Linked DNA regions of Zea mays: region 2 is linked to region 1. A link is a contact called in public Hi-C data. All regions are on one chromosome and are shown on one strand. Each heading gives the region's core, a stretch centred on a gene start, on an enhancer-like site or on the middle of the called end of the contact. The rest is flanking DNA. Distances are from core to core; before and after follow the strand shown. Region 1 holds the start of LOC100284692 (HD domain containing protein). Region 2 holds the start of LOC100275493 (carbonic anhydrase).

Region 1 (3,834 bases), core at 466-2,965:
TTTGGTCTTGAGGTATCCACTTCAAAAGAAACTTCTCTCAAACTACCTATAGGTGGAAGAGGGCGCGTTATCGATGTGAAATGGAGTACGGGATCAGCCCAGAAAGCACAACGAGACAAATTGTTTCTACAGAAAAAGTAGAAAATTAGCTCTCCATAATGATGGGTTTGTTCAAAGTTATGAGCTTAGTTCAGACAAGTGCCTAGTAACATGCAAAAATGTCAGAAGTTTGGATTTACTGAAGCTTAGTTCAGACCGCCCTACTTATGCTGTTGTTCAAATCTCCGCGGTTTGACCGTCGCCGTGTATTACCTCTTCTCTTCCCATTTTATGCAAAAAAATAGGATAAACTTATGCGCAAACGAGGATTTAAACCTTGGTTGTTAGCTTCACGCCTTCACGTTCACACTCACCTAACCTGCTAACCAATAGAACACATATTTTTTAGAATATGTGATATATAGAAACCGCAGAACATGGAAACCGTAGCAATACACATCATGAATTTTAGAATCAAACATAAATTATAAAAACATATTTTTAAAAAACATGGATTTATTTAATTAAACATAAATGTATATAATTAAACATAAATTTATACAAACAAACACGTATTTATAGAACTATACATGAATTTATACAAATAAACATAAATTTATGAAATTATACGTTAATGTATAGAATTAAACATGGATTGATACAAATAAATATGAATTCATAGAATTAAAAATTTATACGAATAAATATGAATTTATAGAATTATACACGAATTTATACAATTAAACATGAATTTATACAAATAAATATGAATTGATAGAACTATACGTGAATTTATACTACTAAACATTTTTTATGCACCAATCATGTGACTGAAATCTTCTAGGACCTATGGAGTGAAGTATTTCTAGATTTTTTATGCAATACTATGTTTTGAGTAATATCGTAATATTTTATGTCATAAGCTATTTGGTTATGTTCATAAAAACATGTTTTGCAAATACATGATATTTTAGATACCAAGATATTTTTAGTTATTGGAAACTCCGGTCCAAAAAATTCCATGGCATTGCTTTCTTTGTTTAATATCATAGTTTACAATATTATATTAAACAATGTTTTTTGAGTTGCCAAAACTACGATATTATTATGACAATAGTAAACTATAATATTGTAAAACTATAGCTTTTTTAATAAATATTGTTACAGTAGTCAGTCAGCACTATAGATGGCCAAAAAGCACGAGGCCCATGAGCCCGGCATGAAGCCCGCTTTTTGGGCCCGGTCCGAGCCCGACACGGTAGAATAAGCGGGCGGGCTTTGACAAGAAACTAGGCACGGCGGGCTAGCCCGGCACGACCCGTTTACCTCTAAGCCCGTCAAGCCCGTTTTTTACACTAAAACGTGCTTACCGGCCCGTTTAACCCGTTTTTTTGGCCCGTTTTTTCGTGCTAAACGGGCCGGCCCGGCCCGTTTAGGCCCGCTGCGGGCCGGGCTTGGACAGAAAATTAAGCCCGCTGGCTCAGCAGACCCAGCCCGGTTTTTGGCCGGGTTTCACCGGGCCCGGGCCGGGCCGGGCCGGGCGGCCCGTTTGGCCATCTCTAGCACAGCCCGGCCGGCGTCGTTCATCTGTGTTTGGTAGTACGGTCGTTCCGACGGTCGGATGCTCACAAGAGAAAAGAGATGCTGTGTGCAAGCTGCAGAGACTGGCGTCCGACCCGATCCCACTCCCACGGTCCCACCTCGCCTCTCGCGCTCCTGCCCACCCAGCCTGTCCGCCGTCTGGTGTCCGCCTGTTCCCCAAAAGCAAAGAGAGGCGCAGAGCCGCCGCCGTTGATCTCTGACCTTTCCGATCCAGAGCCTAGCTCTCACCGTCTACCGGAGCTCTCACCATGGCGGTGAGCTCGCGGTTTCCCTCCCAACCCGCGGCGCGTGGCCTCCTGCGCCGCACCCCGCAGCGCATCCTCCCCGTCGAGCGCACGCCGCGCCGCCTCGCCCTGGTCGTCACCGCCGTCTCTGGGGGACCTGTACCTGGCGGATCGCCCGTTCCCAGGCGGCCGCCACCGCCGGAGGACGCCGCGACCGTGGCACCGACCTCAGTGCCGTCGTCGGCCGCCTCGGCCATCGATTTCCTCACCCTGTGTCACCGCCTCAAGGTACAAGATACTACTAATCATGCTCGTACTAATCAGTCGTCCCCTGATATGTTGTTCCAAGGCCGCTAGGGTCACACCGGAGATGCTCACAATATTTGTAAGAAATTCTAAAGTGCACACAGAAAGTAAAAGTGGCTGCACCGCCTTGTGCATGTGCAATGATTTGGATCAATTCATTCATGCCCCTAATTTCTTTGATGCTTAGGTCCATCATATCACATGATTCTGGTGCCTATTCCTTTTGTTTATTCTTTAGACCACCAAAAGGAAAGGATGGATAAACCATAGCATCAAGGGCCCTGAGTCCATTGCTGATCACATGTACCGAATGGCCTTGATGGCTCTGATTGCTGGTGATCTGCCTGCTGTGGATCGAGAAAGGTCCATCTCTTCAAATTAATCTTTCGCTTTATTGTTTCGTTATGCTTTAGCCTTTGTCATATCTTAGTTTTCTGCTTGGTGTTGACCATCATTCTTTAATCAGGTGTATCAAAATTGCTATTGTGCATGACATTGCAGAAGGTAGGTCAAGGTCATGTGTGCCATGCAGTACACAAATTGTTGGTGTCTTGTATGTCCAATGCACTTATCTGATCATGAAAACTACACTTCACCTGCGAATACTTTATTAGCTTAAATGCTTATTTCATCCACAAATCCCTTTAGTAAATTAGTCAAATATTTAAAATTCTTTGTTTAATAGCTATTGTTGGTGACATTACCCCATCGGATGGTATACCTAAGGCTGAAAAAAGCCGGCGCGAACAAGCAGCACTAGATGAAATGTGCCAAGTTCTTGGTGGTGGGCCAGCTGGTGGGTGCACATTTTCTATCTTAAATGTCAGATCATGTAGAAACTTCCAACACCAAAAGACGAACTATTTATCTATAATACTTTTGTTTTGCAGCTGATGAGATTAAAGAGTTGTGGGAAGAATATGAGAACAATTCTTCTATTGAAGCCAATCTTGTAAAAGATTTTGATAAAGTAAGAAGGCAATTGTTTCTATAATGTTCTTTTATTATTGTTATTTGTCTTTCCAGTGTCTGATCATCATGACTGCTAGTTGTAGCTATGTATATGTTTTTTTTTACTTAGCAGATCCGTCAGATTTACCAATCTTGGTAGATTACATGGTTTTAAAGGCGGCTAGGCGGAACTAGGCGCTCAGCCACCGCCTGAACGCCTAGGCGACGCCTTACTAGTCAAATACCAAGCAACCAAACAGCTGTTACAGGGGGCAGGGAAAGCAGGGGAGGAGGAACATCATTCTTGAGTCTTGACACCTGAGAGAAAGCAGGGGAGGAGGACCTACCAGTCTACCAATCTACCAGTGAGGGGCGCCCAGGGAGGGGGAGCAGCCAGCCAGCCGCGCGCCCAGCGAGCAGCAGCCGCGAGCAGGCGAGCAGCAGCCGCGAGCGGCGAGCACAGGGCACGCAGGGAGGAGCAGCCGCGCGCACAGGAAGAGCCGCGCGCGCAAGGGGAGGAGCAGCCGCGCACAAGGGGAACACGCGCCAATTTACAGGGGCAACGCCCGCCAAAGCTAGCGCATCGGGCGCCAAAATCCAGCGCCAACAAACCCTAGGTTAGGCATCGCCCAGGGGGGAGAAAGGCGTCGCCCAGACGCCTACCGCGCCTAGGCGGACGCCATACTCAAGTTTACCTGGGCGCCGCGGACGC
Region 2 (3,834 bases), core at 580-3,079, 250 kb before region 1:
GTCAGGATGAATACGGCGGGCATCGGAGAAAGGTGAGTTCATCCACTTCTCTCTCACAACTCTGTCAAGAGTGGTATATATATGTTTAAACTATATTGCATATTCCAGTGAGACATGTCAGCTCTGGGGCGCTGCAGCCTGGATCCAGAAGCTTCACAATTCTATACCACCCCTCACTTGTTCTGTTGTTTGAAAACCAGGTTTTCGAACGACATTTCAAGCTCAATTAGCCCAGTACCCAGTTACCCCACTGGGGGACACTTTGTACATGAGCAGCCAGCCAATCTGCGCATAGGCTAACGCCTAACGGCCTGGCCCCGCCCATGTCAGCAGGCCTCCGAGGCTTTTGGTTGCCCAACCAGCCCATGGGCTGAATTCATAACAGTGTTGGCACACAGTTTCCTCTTCACTCGGAAGCTTATTATTATCGATCCTGAACCAGAGACTAGCAGAGCTAGCATTTCGACGACGCGTCTCAACTCTCAACCTCCAAGTCCACCTCGTGTACGTGCTGCCTTGCCAGTTGCCACTGGGCACTGCTGGCCCAGTGACCAACCATGCGTTAGATCTGACAGCACCACCGAACCATCCTCCCCGGTGATCAACAAACGACGGCAGCCACATCTTGCACCCAACGTGATGATGAATGATGCCTAGAACTTTTGACAACAAAACGCAGCACAGGTAGCAGGTTTAATTCAACAAGACTTTCTACTATATAGAGCCACACCATAGAGATAACTAATCTGTGCGCAAAGCCAAAGTGCTGACGGCAACTGTGGTGCAGCCTTTTCATCTCCGTTTTTAAGTTTTTTGCCCCTCCTTTTGTTTTCTGTTTTTCTGGGAACTCTTTAAACCGCCGTGGCGCCGTGTAAACTTTGCTGTAGCCTTTTCGCGTGCAATGGCAGAGCGCCCTGTTCTTTTCCTGCTAAAGAAAAAAAAAAAGGAGCACCTGATCGCTGGCAGGCCCACGGCCCACCCAACTGTGTCTGTAACGCTCGGCGTCCCTGCATTGCATGCCAAGTGCCAACCACCAGTCCATAGCAGGGTCAGGGAGACCGCAGATGAGGCCGGGGCAACGGTGATGCCGCAAAGAGGATTCAGAATCCTTTTTCTTTTCTTTTCTTTTACCACCGGGCTGGCATCACAGATTACACGCGCAGTAGAGTAAGCACGTCTCTCTCGTAGCCAAGAACAACAGTCTACACAGCTCGCTTTCTCCGCCCTTGTCTGGGCGTTACGGCAGGCAAGCCCCCTCGTTTTCTTCTGCTCGCGTTCTCCTTCCATGTCCACATCTCCTGTGCCACCGCACGCAAGGTGCCAACGCTCCCTCGCCGCAGTAGCATCGCGTCCACACAAACTGCACCTCCACTAGATACGGCGGTGATCCGGCGAGAGAGCGCGACACGCACAGGCCAGCTAGCGTTTCTCCGACGCCGCGCGTTTCATCATTTCCCGCTTCCCCTGCCCCCGGCCGCGCGCGCGCGCCCGTGTGGTCCAGACCAGGACGCGCGCGGATGTGCATCCGGCGCGCGCCCGTCGGCCACACGGTGCCGCCGCGCGTTATCCCGAGCCCTGTCCTGTCCTGTCCTGTTCCATCTCGCGCGCGAGGGGGGGAGGGGAGGGCAGCGAGTGGCGCGCTGGCGGATGAGGCGCCGAGTGGCCCGCATCCACCGGCGCAGGCGAGCCGCACGACGCCGCCGCGCTCGCGGACCGCCGCCGCCACACATGCGCACCCCCGGCCCGCGGGGCTGTAACGGCCTTGTCGCCACGCGTGCGCCCCGTGTGTATAAGGAGGCAGCGCGTACAGGGGGCACGATAAGCGGCACTCGCACGATCAATGTACACATTGCCCGTCCGCGCCACCACATCCAGCATCGTCGCCAGCCTCGCCACCCCCGCGCCGTCCTCCTCCTCCGGCTCCGGCTCCGGCCGCCCCAGGCCCAGGCTCATCCGGAACGCCCCCGTCTTCGCCGCCCCCGCCACCGTCGTGGTACGTACGTGCGTACGGAGTACGACAATTAATGCATGCATGGCTCACTGCACAGCGAGCACATCATGCACTGTACAGCATGCATGTCCTCGTTTCTATATATTCTATCCACGTACGCCTTCGCTTCATCCAGCTCTAATAACCAAGTACTGACTAGTCGGCACTACTGACGACCTTGCTGTTTTGGGCACGAAATGCACTCATGCAACCAAAAGTCCTTGCTCCCATTATCTAGGAGGACACGACCAAGCATGCAGGATATTCTGGAAACCCAATCAAAATCCGACTGTAATATAAGTATAATGCACATCCCAAGAAGACGCCACTCTTAGCTTCATCTTAAATTCCCTTAAATTTAGCTATATATCATTTATATAACATCAAAACAGGCGTACTATCAAAAATATATTTCATGGTACGTAAATATGGCACACTACACTGTACATAAATTTTTGTTTGAATTAATTCTTTCTGTCAAATCTATAATCAAATTCAAGGCAGTTTGATATATACGTTAGATCTATATATAATGCATCTATTTCTGACGGAGGGAATAGCTAGTGATGATGATAGTAATTTAGATCATTTTCCCATCAGCTAGTAGCTACCGACGACATACGCATGTCAGCCATCTCCAATAGAATATTCCCGAAGGGAGGTGTTTCCAAAAAGATGACGGCCAACGATAGTGCTAGTTTGAAGGCAACTACTACGTATATATCCTTTCAGTATAACAGAATTCCACCCAGAAAAAAAAAGTCTCGAGTTGAATGAAAGAGGAGTAGTGACGTCGAGCGCGCGTGAAATAAAGTATATGGCTGGCTTTTTCCTAAAGCGATAAGACCAGTTTATGCAGTGGGGTCATGGACATGTGTAGTGATAGCTAATAATCGTCCGCGTCTTTTGGCTTTTGAGTTCCGTTTGATCCATGACGCATATATATCCAGGCAGTTGAATAACCGACGACCATCAAATAAAAGGCGCCACTACTAGTGGCCATCGACGTCAGTTTAACCTTTCTATGTATGCATGTGTAACTTCCCATGATTTCCTGCGTCGCGTTATTTTGCTTTGTTTCACCGTCGGACGACGAAGTCTTTTAGATAGCAATAAGGAACTATATCTAAGTGCTAGTTTGGGAACCTCGTTTTCCCACGAGATTTTCATTTTCCTAAGGTAAATTAGTTCATTTTTTTTTGAAAATAAGAATCTTTTGAAAAAGATGTAATTATCAAACTAGTCCTAACAGAGAGATTTTTGAGGGGGGAGAAAAAAAAGGAAGTTCTTCTGCATTCTTTTTTGGAGGAACAAAAAATTTGCCTCTGCATACTGAATCAGAGGGGATGGGCTTTATTTCGTGTTGGCTGGTTGATTGATGATTGGATGAGCTCCAGTAAGTTTGGAAGAGAACAGGGCACGGTCCCGACGGTTGGTACGGGTGAAGAAAGGGAGTGATTTAATTTATCGCCCCAACCACAACCACCCATCGATCTATAGTTGCAGAAGAACTCGCTAATCCTGTCCACAAAAGCCGCACTCACGCACTCATCCGCCACTGATTTTATTTCCCCCCCCCCCCCTGTGGGCGCGCGCGCGTGCTGCGTGGTGGTACTACTACCTGTTTGTCTCACTGACACAGTTGCGCGCGTCATCATGTTGCTAGTAAACGGGACGGCGGGCAGCTGAGGAGTCAAACGAGAGAGATCGAGAGAAAGAAAGGGAGGGCATCCACCAGCCGCCGGCGATAAGAGGGGAGGAGAGAGAGGCCAGAGAAGAGGAGGAGAAGAAGAAGAAAATGAGCAGCTGCCTCTGCCTTCCGAAAAAAAAGGAGGGGCCAGCGA

The links. A called contact is a pair of places that touch in the nucleus more often than the background predicts.
Region 2: a Hi-C map of tassel shows a contact between it and region 1, with 2.9 times the contacts expected there. The contact joins the promoter of LOC100275493 here to the promoter of LOC100284692 in region 1. A contact is called at or near these places in 4 of 25 Hi-C or Micro-C datasets (bundle sheath, ear, endosperm and 1 more).

What each region holds. Positions count from the first base shown.
Region 1 is chr3:220,739,839-220,743,672 of Zm-B73-REFERENCE-NAM-5.0, reverse strand. LOC100284692 (HD domain containing protein) reads left to right here and starts at 1,715. Exons shown (of 8, transcript NM_001157587.2): 1 at 1,715-2,153; 2 at 2,410-2,534; 3 at 2,638-2,675; 4 at 2,857-2,967; 5 at 3,062-3,141. The coding sequence starts at 1,890.
Region 2 is chr3:220,992,904-220,996,737 of Zm-B73-REFERENCE-NAM-5.0, reverse strand. LOC100275493 (carbonic anhydrase) reads left to right here and starts at 1,829. Exons shown (of 14, transcript NM_001153360.2): 1 at 1,829-1,993; 2 at 3,657-3,834. The coding sequence starts at 3,789.